2 separate regions of the Arachis hypogaea genome follow, and region 2 is linked to region 1. The links are chromatin contacts, called in public Hi-C maps. All regions are on one chromosome and are shown on one strand. Each heading gives the region's core, a stretch centred on a gene start, on an enhancer-like site or on the middle of the called end of the contact. The rest is flanking DNA. Distances are from core to core; before and after follow the strand shown. Region 1 has its middle 9.7 kb from the start of LOC112720120. Region 2 holds the start of LOC112720121 (cellulose synthase-like protein E1).

Region 1 (7,186 bases), core at 3,724-6,223:
TGTTTTGGAGGATCAGAATTCATTGTCAATGGATATGTCGACTTAGACTTTGCAGGTGATCTTGATAAACGAAAATCTACTACAGGCTATCTAAATTACAGACTGTTGTAGCTTTATCTACTACAGAAGCTGAATATATGGCAGCTACACAAGCATGCAAGGAAGCTATTTGGATCCAAAGGTTGATAGAAGAACTCGGGCACAAACAACAGAAGATTTCTGTGTATTGTGACAGTCAGAGTGCCTTGCACATTGCAAGGAATCCTGCCTTTCATTCAAGAACAAAACACATTGGAGTACAATATCACTTTGTTCGGGAAGTAGTAGAAGAAGGAAGTGTTGATATGCAAAAGATTCACACTAAAGATAACCTAGCAGATGCCATGACAAAACCAATCAACACAGAAAAGTTTAAATGGTGTAGATCCTCATACGGCCTATGGAATACATGAACAACATAAATTTTGAAAATTTATCAAAAATTAGCTTTAAGTGGGAGATTGTAAAATTAGTAAAGCTAATTTTAGAAAATATATAAATAAATAATAACTAAATAAAATGAGAGGTAATAAACAATCTTAGTTTATAACCTTAGAATTTTAGTGGTTGAAAAAGAGAAGAATTATATACCTCTAATTGACGGATGGTTCATATTGAAGAGACTCACCTATAAATTGAGTTTTTCTTTAATTCATTTCAATCAAGTCATCCAAAGAGAATAACATAATATTTCTTTGAGTAGTTTTCTTCTATATATATAGAGAGAAGTGTGTTCTCCTTTTGTCAAGAGAGAGTGTTTTGTAGTCTCCTTGTGATAGAGAGAAGTTGTAATTCTTAAAGAAAGTTATTCAATTGTTTCCATATTTTATACAAATTTCTAATTTTTCATCTCTATATTTTGCTGTGTCATTTGTCTGGTACCTAACACCGCACGCCTTCTTCTTCAACCTAGTCTCTTACACTCTTGTCTCCTCTTTATCTCTCTATCTCTCCTTCTTCTCTTGTCTCTTCTCTGTCTCCTTCTACTTCTCTGGTCCCAAAATTAATTCCTTCATTATCTCATTTTATTTTTCTTCATACACCTAGTGCAGAACAACAAATGCATAGAGACCGTATATATGCTTTCAAAATATGTGGACTTTATGCAGTAAACTAATAAAACAAAGATTTCAATCAAATAAGAAAGAGACGGCAAAAATAGGATTAAACACAAATGTCAGAATCAATGCATCCAAGCATCCAGAACAAATTTCGTTGCAGTAAAAAAATTGAAAAAAAAAAAGAACCCATAAAAGAAAAAAGATAAAGAAGAGAGACTAAGTTGAGAAAGGGGTGAGCAGCATGAAGCTGTGACGGAAGCCGACGAGAGACGATGGCAGAAGCTGCAGTTGGAAAGGGGGGAGGGGAAAGGAAAGGAGAAGGGCCTCAGAATGAGGAAAGGAAAGGGGAAGGAAGAGGAAAAGGAGAATGGGAAGTGGAAGGGCCTTAAATTGGGAAAAGGTGAAGGAAACGGAGAAAGGAAAGGACCTCGTGTTGGGGAAGGAGAAGGAGAGCGTGTTTTTCTTTTTTTTTTTAATAAATATAAAACGACGTCGTTTTCAGTATTCCGATAAACAGAAAGTGCCTTAGGACTAGTATGAGTTCCGGAATGCAAGTTCAATGATAAAATTGAGTAACTATTAATCTCAAAGATCACTTTAAAATTCAAGTGTAACTTCAAGGCAAGCATAACCCCAACTAAACTTATGAATTTGAGAAAAGTCACAAAACAACGGCAAATACTTCTAGTGCACAGAAATTCCAGGCTTGTCACTAAATAACGTCGTACCAAATAGACACATTATGTGACATTTCACATAAATTTCCTTACTTACTTGATCAGTCAAATGTTGGCGCCGCTTTAAGGTGCGGAACCATGCCAGCTTGATTCCGCTTCCTTTGTGGTGGTTCGGCCCAGGAACAACACCAAATTGGGCCAAGCACTCGTTTTCTAACCCACTTGTACTATGATCGGTTGATCCAATCACCGACAAACCATCAGTTTGAGTCCAAGAATCATTGCGACGTCCTCCAAAATGATCGTGCACTCACCATATGAAAAATGAAACGTGTGCGTTTTCAGACGCCACCTTTCAATCAGTGCATCTACAGTCGGCCTATGAGACACGATCCTCCCAATTTGAGAAACATAATAGAACCCGCTCGCCCTCAATTGTTCTTCCACTCTATTATTATATGAGTCTATTTCGTGTAAGTGTCTCATGTGCAAATTTCTTGAACCCTGAAAACAAAAATTAATCATTAATAGTAAATTACTATAACCAGTTCATGACTATTATTATATTCAACACTTACTAAATCACAAAATATTCTAATAATTGATTATTACTAAATAAACTACTAATTATTAACTACTACAATAAACATAAAAATTACTTACATATACAGGATGTCAAAGATATTTTATAATATGATCTTCAGCATGTATGATGTCACGTTTTTCTATCTTCCTCTTTTTCAAACTCTGCATTAGAAAGAACATATTTGAATAATTAAAATATTTTTTTTAAAAAAATTTGAAATGAATGAAAATTTATTATTAATATATCTTTAATAATTCTATTTTTTATATTAAAAACACATTCCAAAATAAAACCAAGATTAAATCTATTCTAAAAATTAATAGTAATAAAAGTAACGTAACTATATAATTAATTCTATTTTCTAATAATAGTTCAAATTTAACTAAAAGATATTTCAACCAAAACTAAACAAACATCACTAAAAGCATGAATTAATAATAATTGAAACTAATGTTTTATGTAAATTTAAAAAATTAAAATAATTTTTTAAATAATTATACTTTAAATATTTTTTATAATAATTCATATTTAATTAAATATTTTAAGCAAAACTAAAATATAAATTAATAATTACTGAAACTAATATTTTAGGTAAGTTAAAAAAATTTCTGAAAATTATTAACTATTTTTTTTTAATTCTGTTTTTTAAATTAATAAAGTTATAAATCAATTATAAAGTAAAAAAATTTCTTAGAAAAAAAAAGACCAAACATATATCAATAATAATCAATTATTAATACATAAGTAATTCTGTTTTTCAAAACAGCTATTTCAAATTTTAAATAACACTAACCTAACCTAACGTTAACAGTAACTAAGTCACTAATAATAATTAATGAGGAGTGCTATGTAAACAATGATGATCTTAAATAATATGAATAACCACCAATCAAATAAGAATGCACTACACCCTAATTTAATGCTATAAATTAAATTTAAAATTAATATACTCTTTTAACCCTATTAATTCACATTGTTCACACATTATTCAAAAATATTGTTGATTATCTATACTTTTCCATAATTAATTATCCTAACACTAACTAACACCTATAGTCCTATACTAATGCCATACTACTACTACTAACAATTAATTAACTTACTATTAATTAATAGTAAAATAACCTAAAAAATTACAAAATCTTAGTCTATTTTTTAACAATTTTTGTTCATACTTTCAGTTCAAAAAAAAAATTTCAATTACTAAATCATTTACCTGAATGACTTTGGTTTAGTTGTGGTGACTGATCCTCAGTATGAGTGCTGCCGTTTTGCTTTGTGAGTTTCTTTATTTTTGGTGGGGTAAGATTGATAAGGATGGAGGCGAGCCGTTTTGAATGGAACTGAGAAGAGAAGACGAAGAAATGGGAAAGAGAAGGAGTTACTAAAGTTAAAAATCTTCACAATAGAATGAAGGAGAACTTTTCATCCACGTGTTAACCATGCACACACAAAACGTCACTGACGTTTTGTGCAAAACGTCGCCGATGTTTTGTTGAAGACGAAAGTGGCGTGGTTGAGAAAACGACAGTGATATTTTTCTGTAGCAGTTAGTAATCCCCACAACGACATTAAACACATATTTTTAGACATTTCAGTGAATTATACCAACCTAGCCCCAATATTAAAAATAAAAAACTCACTATTAGCAAACCTATATCCAACAAGACTTAAAAAGTTACAAATTAGTTAGTAAGCACAATATAATTTCTAAAAAGCCCTCGAGTAAATACAATTTACCATATTCTTTTAGAAAACGTTCTTAACAAATATTCTTATTTGTACGGTACATAAAATTTTAAATGAGTTGGTATAACTATCACCACAAGGATTTAATTTAAGACCGACATGTGAATTTCAAAAACCGTACATCAAGAAACCTAAAATCAGGGGAAAATGGTTCCACCATGAATAGTCAAATTGGTAGCAAGCATTCAAGCAATTATGGTGATGAGGTCATGATAATATAGTAGTGTTAGTGGTGGCGTTCTTTCGGGTCATTATGATAGGTAAAAGTAGTGATCCATTGGGATGAGTACAATCACTTTTCTGTTGAACTAATTGGTTTAAGTTATGGATTCATAGATGAGTTCATGAGGATCAAGATATTTAAAATTGAATAGTGACAAAAAGAATGATAAAAATAAATCAATATGATAAGGGGTACTTTAGACAATATCCAAAAATAGTGATTATAGTAGTTTAGATATTGTAGTAAGAGTTCGTTAGTGATTAATGGATTGTTACATGTATAAAAAAAATTTTAAATCTTCACTACTTATTTAATAGTATAAGTGAGTTAATTACTTGACAAATTCAAATCCATTTAAGACTATATAGTGATATATAAGTGGGGATATTAATGTAACTGTTGCAGTAACAATATACCCTAATAGATACAAACAGAACAGAAGAAAAATTAAACATATGGTTATATACTTATTTTTCTTATTAAAAAATAGGTTTTTGTTTATAATTTCATATAAATATATTGATTTTTTTTTTTTTCCCCGGTTAACTGGTTTCTTTTAATAATATAAGGGTTACTCTGTTTTTTTTTTTTTTTGAAAGGTCTCCGAATTTATACCTCTTTTCCCAGACAAAGAAAAGCTCCATAAAGCAAAAACCGAGAAAAAAACTGGAGAACCTCCTTTCTAATGGGCTTCAACAAACATAAGCCCATAATAAATTTGGTAAATCCAAAAAAAGATTGGTAAAAGGTAAAAACCCTATACGTTCTTAAAGACATTACAATCATCTGGTGGCGGCAAACGGGCATGCCCATCTCGCCTAAAAATGTGGTACCAAAAATGCACCTCACCTAACTTACATTGAAATTTTATAAACTGAAATTCGAGTAGAACAAAGTTTTTTTTTATGGATACTACAATGAAGATTTTATAATTGTCCTCATGTGAATATATTTCTTTTTAATCCTTGGATGATAGATTGTATAGTTAGATTTTGATATTTATAAAAGTGTTGTTTTTGTTTAAAATGTGGCTAAATAAATAAACCACACTTTTAACCAAAGCATCTTTATGAAAAAATATTTTTGCTATCTTCATTGTAGTATCCACTTTTTTTTAACTTAAAATCAAATTTTTCTGCTTAACCTGAGTTTAAAAAAAATAAATAAAAAATAAGATGAAAATGCCTACAACTCTACAATTCAATGTTCCGCATATTGAACTTTAGTAATGAAAAATATTCTAAATAAAAAAAAACATTTTTGTAAAATTTAATAATTTATAACTTAAAATTATTCTAAATAACAAATGTAATTTAGCATGTTATGATTATTTTAAAAAAAAAAAAGACAAACGTATACCAATGCATCGCAATCCATGATCATTGCACAAGGCTATGTAGTGTGTACTTTGCTGCGGGAGTGAGAATGTGAAGGGCGGGTTGGGGGAGTGAGAATGTGAAAGGCTGGGTGGGTGTGTTATTATTGGCGGAGTTAAGTCAGTTCTATTTTAATGTTTAAAATTGACGAGTTGTATTGATTTAGTATTTAATTTTTTAATTATTATAATTTAGTAGTTTAGATTAAAAAAAGTGCACTAATATAATTTTTTTTTTGTGTATTTTCTGTTGTGGGAGTTTAATGTTGTTAGTGACGTGGTTCAAGCCTTGTCACATTAAACATATTAAAATAATGTTGTACACGTTTTGGCGCTAAAGAAGATACTAAACAATATTGTTTGAGAATTTAAACAATACTAAAATGTTACATCCTCCCTTTTGAACAATACTAATTGTTTAAATCCTCAAACGATGTTATTTAGTGTCTTTTTTTAGCACCAAAACGCGTACAACGTCATTTTAATATATCAAGCGTGGCAAAGCTTAAGCCATTTCAATAACGGCGTTGAGCTCCGACAACTTAAAATATATGAGGAATTATATTGGTGCACTTTTTTTAACCTTGAGGACCAAATTGTAGCAATTAAAAGGTCAGGGACTAAAGCAGTGTAACTTGCCAATTTTAAGTACCAAAGTGGGGCTCAATTCATGCTAGCAGGGGTAGAGTTAGTTTAGATATAAGGATATCTTTTGGTTTTACTTATATTATCGATTTAGTTTAGTTGATGTTTTTAATTTTAGAATCGAAAATCACACTGAACAGATAAAATAAAGTAACAAAATCTCAAATTTTCATTTCCTTTGTTCTCGATTTATTTGATTTTTGTTCTTTTTTTAGTTCAATTTATCAATTTTTTTTTTTTGCTTTTATTTGATTTTTAACATCCTTACCTCTACCGATTTACTCTCACCTCCATCTCATCTATCTTGGAATTTAAATTTGTTCTTAAAAGACTAAAGCTTCTCATAGGTGATTAGTATCAAGTCAAGCTCTATATATTTGAAATATAAAAGTGGGAGAATGGTTTAAAATCAATGAACAACATCATGTTAAGTCGTTACCTGCTCGGGTCGAGTGCGTAGGAAAATCCGAGGACTGTGAGGCCATTCTGACGCTCAAGTTAGTAGGTGTTTAATAGTATAAAAAGTGTTAGGATAAAGATGTTACTTTTGGAGAGGTTGGTCACTTCCCTTATATATCAGATGTCGTCTTGTGGGTCAGTCCTGATAGTGGACAATCCACTCTCCCTTAGATTTGTGGGAGCCTTGTAACCGTTATGCTCTAAAATATCTGGTACGGATATTCGATAGCTCTGTCACATGGCTTTGGGGTTGAAGGGTGGCCAAGACTAATTTTGAAGTAACGAGCCAACCTAAAATACAACACTATCCAAAAATATGATGGCTTGGATTAGTTATCGTGTAAAGCAAGTGAAAAAGGGTGATAAGAAAGT
Region 2 (7,075 bases), core at 2,187-4,686, 97 kb after region 1:
TGTACGTCTCTTTCAGATTATGGCAACTTGATCGGAATTTAGCCTCCGCCGCGCTACTATGTGGACGATCATTTCTTAAATATGAGTGAATTATATAAAAAAAATTTTAAAATAATATATAACTTATTTTTTTATGATATGTCAATTTTTAATTAGATATTATTTAAATTGGATAACTAATTATTTGTAATTTGAATTATTTTAATTTAATGAGAGTTAATATTTTAATTATTATTTAAAATGAATAATTATATAATTTTTAAAAATATTAATATTTAAATTTTTTTTTTCTTTTTCAAATCATACTTTTTTAAAAAAACTTTTAAGTTTTCGTTACAGTTTTATTTAAAACACATTATCACTCCTCAATTTTATCTTCTTCTCATAATTTTGTCGTCCTTCTATGCATCGTTGTCGCCGTTATAACAAGCAGTTTCAATGTCATCACTATCTTTTGTCATTTCACATGATTTTTTTTTCTATCGTGGATCGTCTTTAATGATGTCTGTCCAGTTATAATAATTATTGTTGTTATTGCGGCATGTAACTATTCATGCTAAAATTTTAATTTTATTAGATGAAATCGATATAAAAAATACTATAACATTGTCAAAAGAGATAATGGAAAATTAGATAGAAATAAAGACTTTATGAATTTATCTTTGTCAAAGTGTGTTCAAGCTAAGTTAATTACTTGTTGTGGTGAACGATTTTGTATATTATTTAAAAGGTAAATTTCGTTGTAAAATGTAACCACAAGGTGTAAAATAAAAATGAAAATAGCTTTCTGTAAAATGTTAATTAATCTTTCATAACTGCATGTGTTTTATTTTTCTTCTATTTTATTTACTGAGTTCAATGATCTTGAGAAAGTAGTGATTTATAATATGCAACAATAAATATAAAGGAATGAGAAGGAATGAAAGTCATTAAATAAAGAGAATTAGGAGTATTAAATTTTAAAAAAAAAAAGAAGTTTTTCAATTTTTTTTCTGTGTTTTTGAAGAAGAATGATTTGGGAATAATAAGATTTAGTTATTAATATTTTAAAAAATTATATAATTATTTATTTCAAATAATAACTTAATTATAAAATAGTTTTATTATGGTTAAAATATTAACCGTGCTTTAATTAAATTAAAGTAACTCAAGTTATAAGTATAATTAGTTATTAAATTAATAGAGTAAAGTATCGTTTTTATCCCCAACGTTTGGGGTAAGTTTCAAAGTTGTCCTAACGTTTCAAAATTGACTCAATGTTGTTCTGCTGTTAGGGATCCGTTAACAGAATTGACGGCGGGACAAAATTGAGAAGATTTTGAAACGTTAGTGACTTAAATGGGACGAAAACGTTAGGAACAAAAACGATACATAAAAATAAATTTTAATTTAATTTTATCTTTTAATAATATTATTTTTTTACTGTACATAGTATTCAATTATTTTTTAATTACATCTAAATAAATTACATTTAATCACATTACTTTCATTTTAAATAAATTAATTTTTTTATAATTTTAAAGAATTTTGATACATTAGAGACAAAAGATATAATTTATATTTTATTGTATATATATTATTTTTTTTCTTTTCTGCAAGTTTATATACTAGTCATTCTACAAACATTTCATGATAATTAAAAGTCTTTAAGAGTAAAATTAAAAAAAAATTAATTTATTTAAAATAAAAGTAATATGATTAAGTGTAATTTACATAGATGTGATTAAAATATAATTAAATACTATGTATAGTAAAAAATTGATATTATTGAAGTATCATTTTTGTCCCCAATGTTTTCGTCCTATTTAAGTCCCTAATGTTTCAAAATCGTCTCAATTTTGTCCCGCCGTAAATTCTGTTAACAGATCCCTAACGGCAGGACAACATTGAGTCAATTTTGAAACGTTAGGGATTTAAACAGGACGATTGAAATGTTAGGGATAACTTTAGGACTTACCCCAAACATTTGGGACAAAAACGATACTTTACTCAAATTAATATAACATCTAAATAAAAGTTGACATATCATAAAGAATAAATTAATGTTATTTTAGAAAAAATTAAATAGAATATTTCAAAATAGTTATTAATTTCTAATATCAAGATTATATTAAGCAATCTTTCTAATATGGTCTTTAATTTGATTTTAATAATTAAATAATTATTTTTAAAATTTATAGAATAAAGAAATAAACTGATCTTTACTTTTCATTTGAGTTTTAAATTGGTCAATAAATTTTTAATTAATTCAATTTAGACCTCAAAATTTACTGTATTATTATTATTATTATTATAATAACGGTCATAAAGATATTTTTAAAAATATAAAGGTACAAATATTTTATAGATAAGTAAATTTTTATACATTTAATATCATTTTAAACTCTATTTTTAGTTAAATTATTTTGTTAGTCTCTATCATTTCGATTTATAATTGAATTTGTACACTTGAAAAATTTTTAATTGAATTATTACACTATTTTAAATTTATAATAACATCCTTTCTATTTTAAAAATATTTAATTTAACTTAAGAAAATATTGAAGCATATTTATTAGTAGTGTGGGATGGATGAAAATATTTTGGTAATGTTTACTATTAAAAAAAATCTAAAATTACAAATTTAAAATTCGTGTAAAAATTTAATTAAAAATTTTTAAAATATAAATACTTAAATACTTAATTATAAAGACGGATAGAATAATTTAAATTTTTGGATTCTTTCTCCTTTATATTCTTAATAATATTATAGTTTAAATTGCTTGTTAACAAAATGCTAAAAATTCTTATTTTAAAATCAAGAATAAAGTGATAATTAGATTTGTGAGAATTTCGATCTTGAACTAATTAATCATAAAAAAAATATTAATTAGATCTTCCACGATAATAAATAGTGAACATGTATGTTATTTTGTCAATGAATAATATGAAATAAAATAGAATTATCTATAGTGGTATGTGTTTTTTATTGTTATGTGAACTTAGAAACAATATAATTTTATATCATAAAATATTTATCATTTTTTAAATTTTCATATATAACATTTATCAATTACTTTTTATCTATTATGAATCCTATTAAAATAAGTAAAATTTTATTTCAAAAATTATTATTTATATAATAATTTTTTATAAATAAACACATCATAATAAATAACCGTATATATATAAATACCACTTTAAATTTTATATGGTGAACTAATAGAAAAACAACACATATACGGTATATCTATGATTTGTTATTTTAAAAAATTAAATTAATATTTTTTTATAAATTAATTAATCTAAAATCAAAATTTTTAAAGACCTAATTATGACTTTATTCTAAAATCAAAAGAGTAATTCGATAGTTATAACTCGGATATAATAAAAAAAAAAAATACCAAACCTAAAAAGTAATAAAAGACGTTGGAACTTGGAACCTGTTAAATGTCGTACTATAAATAATTGGGTAGCAAATTGAAAGCACAATAATAACAATCAAGTTGCGCATACCAAAGAAGAAAAAATGGGAGCAGTAGGTATGGGGTACTCTCCATTGTTCGAGACAAATAAAGGAAGAGGGAGAGTGATCTATAGGCCCTTTGCAATCTCATTATTTGTGGCCATATTCTTCATTTGGGTTTATAGACTCACCCACATACCTTCAAAGGTTGAAGATGGCAACATCTGGGTATGGCTTGGTATGTTTGGTGCAGAGTTATGGTTTGGTCTTTATTGGCTTCTCACTCAAGCACTCCGATGGAACCTTGTCTTCAGGCACACTTTCAAGGACACCCTCTCTCAAAGGTCACACCACTCTATTATCATATACTAATTATTTTCTGCTGATTATTATTACTTGCTAAAAATGTTTAAAATTTAATATTTAATTTAAAAATACAATTTTAAATATTTAAAATTTTGAGTGAATACCTATCCGACTCCTGACAATTATTTTGAAATGACTACGAGTCCCACAAAAAAAAAAGTTCAGCGTCAGATTGAGTTTTTTTTGTTAAGAGCCTCGTTGTTTTTCGAGGTAATTATCAGGGACTGTTTAGAGTTTTTTTCCTAAAATTTTTATAAAAAATAAATTAAATAAAAATTAGACACTAAGTAATAAGTATTATATATAGAATTAATCTTATTTTTTTCTTTCATTTTTTTCAATTAAGATTGTGAAATTAGAAGCCAATGAGTAATAGTTCAAATGGTATAGTCTCCCCATATTCAATTAAGAGGTTTCTCCTATCTTTGATAAAAAAAAATTGTGAAATTAGAACATATATTGTCATTTTTAATTTAATAAAAAAGTATAATGAATCAATTTTTAATTAATTAATATTAGTTATTTTTATTTTAGAATTTATAATTTAAAATTTTCAATTCACTTCCAATTCATATAGGAATTTTTTTTTTTATTTTCCTTTTTTCAAACGTGAGCAATGCACATAAATATCTATTTATGTATTTCACTAAAATTATCCTACATTTTTTTATCCTAAAGACAGAAAAAAATTAATTAAATGCGTGAATTGGTTTTATATGAACAGATATGAGGACAAGTTGCCAGGAGTGGACATATATGTGTGTACGGCAGATCCAGAAATAGAACCAGCAATGATGGTGATTAACACAGTTCTCTCTGTAATGGCTTATGACTATCCAACTCATAAGCTTAGTGTCTATCTCTCTGATGATGGCGCTTCAGATATTACTTTCTATGCTCTCTTAGAGGCATCTAATTTTGCTAAGCATTGGTTGCCATTTTGCAAAAAGTTCAATGTTGAACCAAGGTCTCCGGCGGCTTATTTTAATAACATTTTCTCAATGGCACACCAAAATAATCAATATGATGATCACACTCACAATATAGAGTTGGCGGCTATAAAGGTAATATGTTAAATTAGAGTAACCAATCAATTTTTGTTTTACAAAAATGTGTCATAACAAAAGTTTAAATTGATAAGAGAAAGTAATATTAATGGTTCGGATATAGAGTTTTGATATTATATCATGAAATCACTCATTCTAAAAATTTAAGTTTATAGTAGAATGTAATATAAATGGTTATATCTCTAATAAAATATTTGATAACAAAAAGATATTAGCATAAAATTGTTAAAATTTATTATTTTTAATTTTATTTAATATACTTTTTAATAAATAAATATTAAATAAGGTAAATTTAGAGTAAATTAGGTTGATTGTTGTTTGTTTTTTGTTTAGGTTGATTGTTTGGTTTTAATGTTTGATGTATTATTATTGTTAGTGTTATTCTTTTGGTAGGTAAGCAACCTACCGTTTACTTTTTTGTTTAAATAATTATAAATAAACGTTAGGTACTAATTCTTTATTTTTATATTATTAAAATTTAGTATTTAAAATTTAATATAAATATATTTTATTTGGCCAAATTAAAAATAATAAATTTTATTACTCATTCAACATTACTCATTATTATATGTCATAAGGGTAGTCTTATTTCTAAAATGGGTTGAAACATTTACTAGAGTGGGTTAGTTTCAATTTTTTTTTTTGGCAATTTTTCTTTTATGAAAATAAACTTTTTTACAAATTTTGAATAGTTCAGTTTTTGTTTCTTTTGAAAAAGACCAAATTTTGAATAGTTCTGTTCTTACCATTTTTTTTAGCTATATAAAAAATTAAATTGTAAAATCAGTGATCTTTTATATAAAGTCATTCTAGAAGTAGATGGTGGATATGATGTATATATTATCAATTTTAAAAAAATGTATATTGTTAGAGATATAGAATAAGTATGTATCTGTATGTGTTGTTATTTAACAATTTAAATTATTAGTAAAAATATTCATCCATAATATGATATCATATTTTTCTATCCAAATATTGGTCAAGATATATATAAAAATTTGTTATTTTTTTTTCTAGGGACATAATATTATATTATGTACAATAATCACAGTTTTGTGGTTCCACACCTTGCATTGGGACATTGAAATTGTTCCATGTTGTAGAAATTATACGACGAAATGGAAAAGAGAATTGAGGACTCGACGAAGATGGGTGAAGTACCCAAAGAAGCACGTTTAAAGCACAAAGGATTTTCTCAATGGGATTCATATTCTTCTAAACGTGACCATGACACAATTCTTCAAGTAATAATATTGCTTGTTTTTCTTAGGCATCAATGCATCATATATATGAGCTTATTTAATCTTATGATAATTTTATATTTTTTTTCTTTAGATAATACTTGATAAAAAGGACCCAAATAATTCGAAGGACATAGATGGGATTGTTCTACCAACTTTGGTGTATTTGGCTAGGGAGAAGAGACCCCAACATTCCCACAACTTTAAAGCTGGAGCTATGAATTCACTGGTATTCATATTTTTTTTTAAGAGGAAAGTGACGAATAAATTCTTAAAAATTTATATTTTGAACAAATTAATTCTCAAAAAAAAAATCAATAAAGTTTTTTAAAATAATAAATGTGGACAAGTTAATTTAAATTTAGATCTTTTACTTTAATTATAAGGACTAATTTAAAGGTATTGTGTTCACATCTGTTATCTTATAGGATTTTATTGATATTTTTTTTAGGAACTAATCTATTTGAAGTGTAAATCCTCAAATGTTTTTTTGTCATTTTACTCTTTTTTGATAAATATTATGAATTTGGATTTTTTAAATTTTGAATTTTCACTTTAGAAGGTAAAGTGTAATCTCTCACTCTTAAATGATTTCTCTTTCATCTTTTTTCTTGGTCTCACTTATGAAATAAATGGTAGGAAATCATATTTTTTCCTCTAAAGTAAAATTCAAAATTTAGAGAATCCAAATCTAAATTTTATTTTAAACAAAGTCTGAATGGATGGACTGGATATACATCTTTAATTAATTAATTTGGTTATTCATATGATTATTCCTCCTCAATTTTGCACTCTAGATATGTGTTTAAATTTCCCATTTTAAGTTAATTCTTTGATTGGTTCTAATTAAATGCAGTTAAGGGTGTCTTCTTCTATTAGCAACGGGAAAATAATTCTGAATGTTGACTGTGATATGTACTCAAACAATTCAGAATCGGTGAGAGATGCTTTGTGTT

The links. Hi-C and Micro-C count contacts between places; a contact is called where the count stands out from the background.
Region 2: a contact with region 1 is called in a Hi-C map of an unstated tissue, with 7 times the contacts expected there. The contact joins the promoter of LOC112720121 here to the enhancer-like site in region 1. A contact is called at or near these places in 3 of 8 Hi-C or Micro-C datasets (leaf and an unstated tissue).

The regions. Positions count from the first base shown.
Region 1 is chr11:7,900,193-7,907,378 of arahy.Tifrunner.gnm2.J5K5, forward strand. No RefSeq gene overlaps it. Among protein-coding and RNA genes, the nearest start is that of LOC112720120, 9.7 kb to the left of the region's middle. Within about 2 kb of position 4,974, at least 2 of the 3 cell types and tissues checked have open chromatin away from gene starts, as enhancers often do.
Region 2 is chr11:7,998,603-8,005,677 of arahy.Tifrunner.gnm2.J5K5, forward strand. It overlaps LOC112720121 (cellulose synthase-like protein E1), which reads left to right and starts at 3,437. Exons shown (of 8, transcript XM_025770945.2): 1 at 3,437-3,789; 2 at 4,536-4,875; 3 at 5,982-6,122; 4 at 6,214-6,348; 5 at 6,976-7,075. The coding sequence starts at 3,509.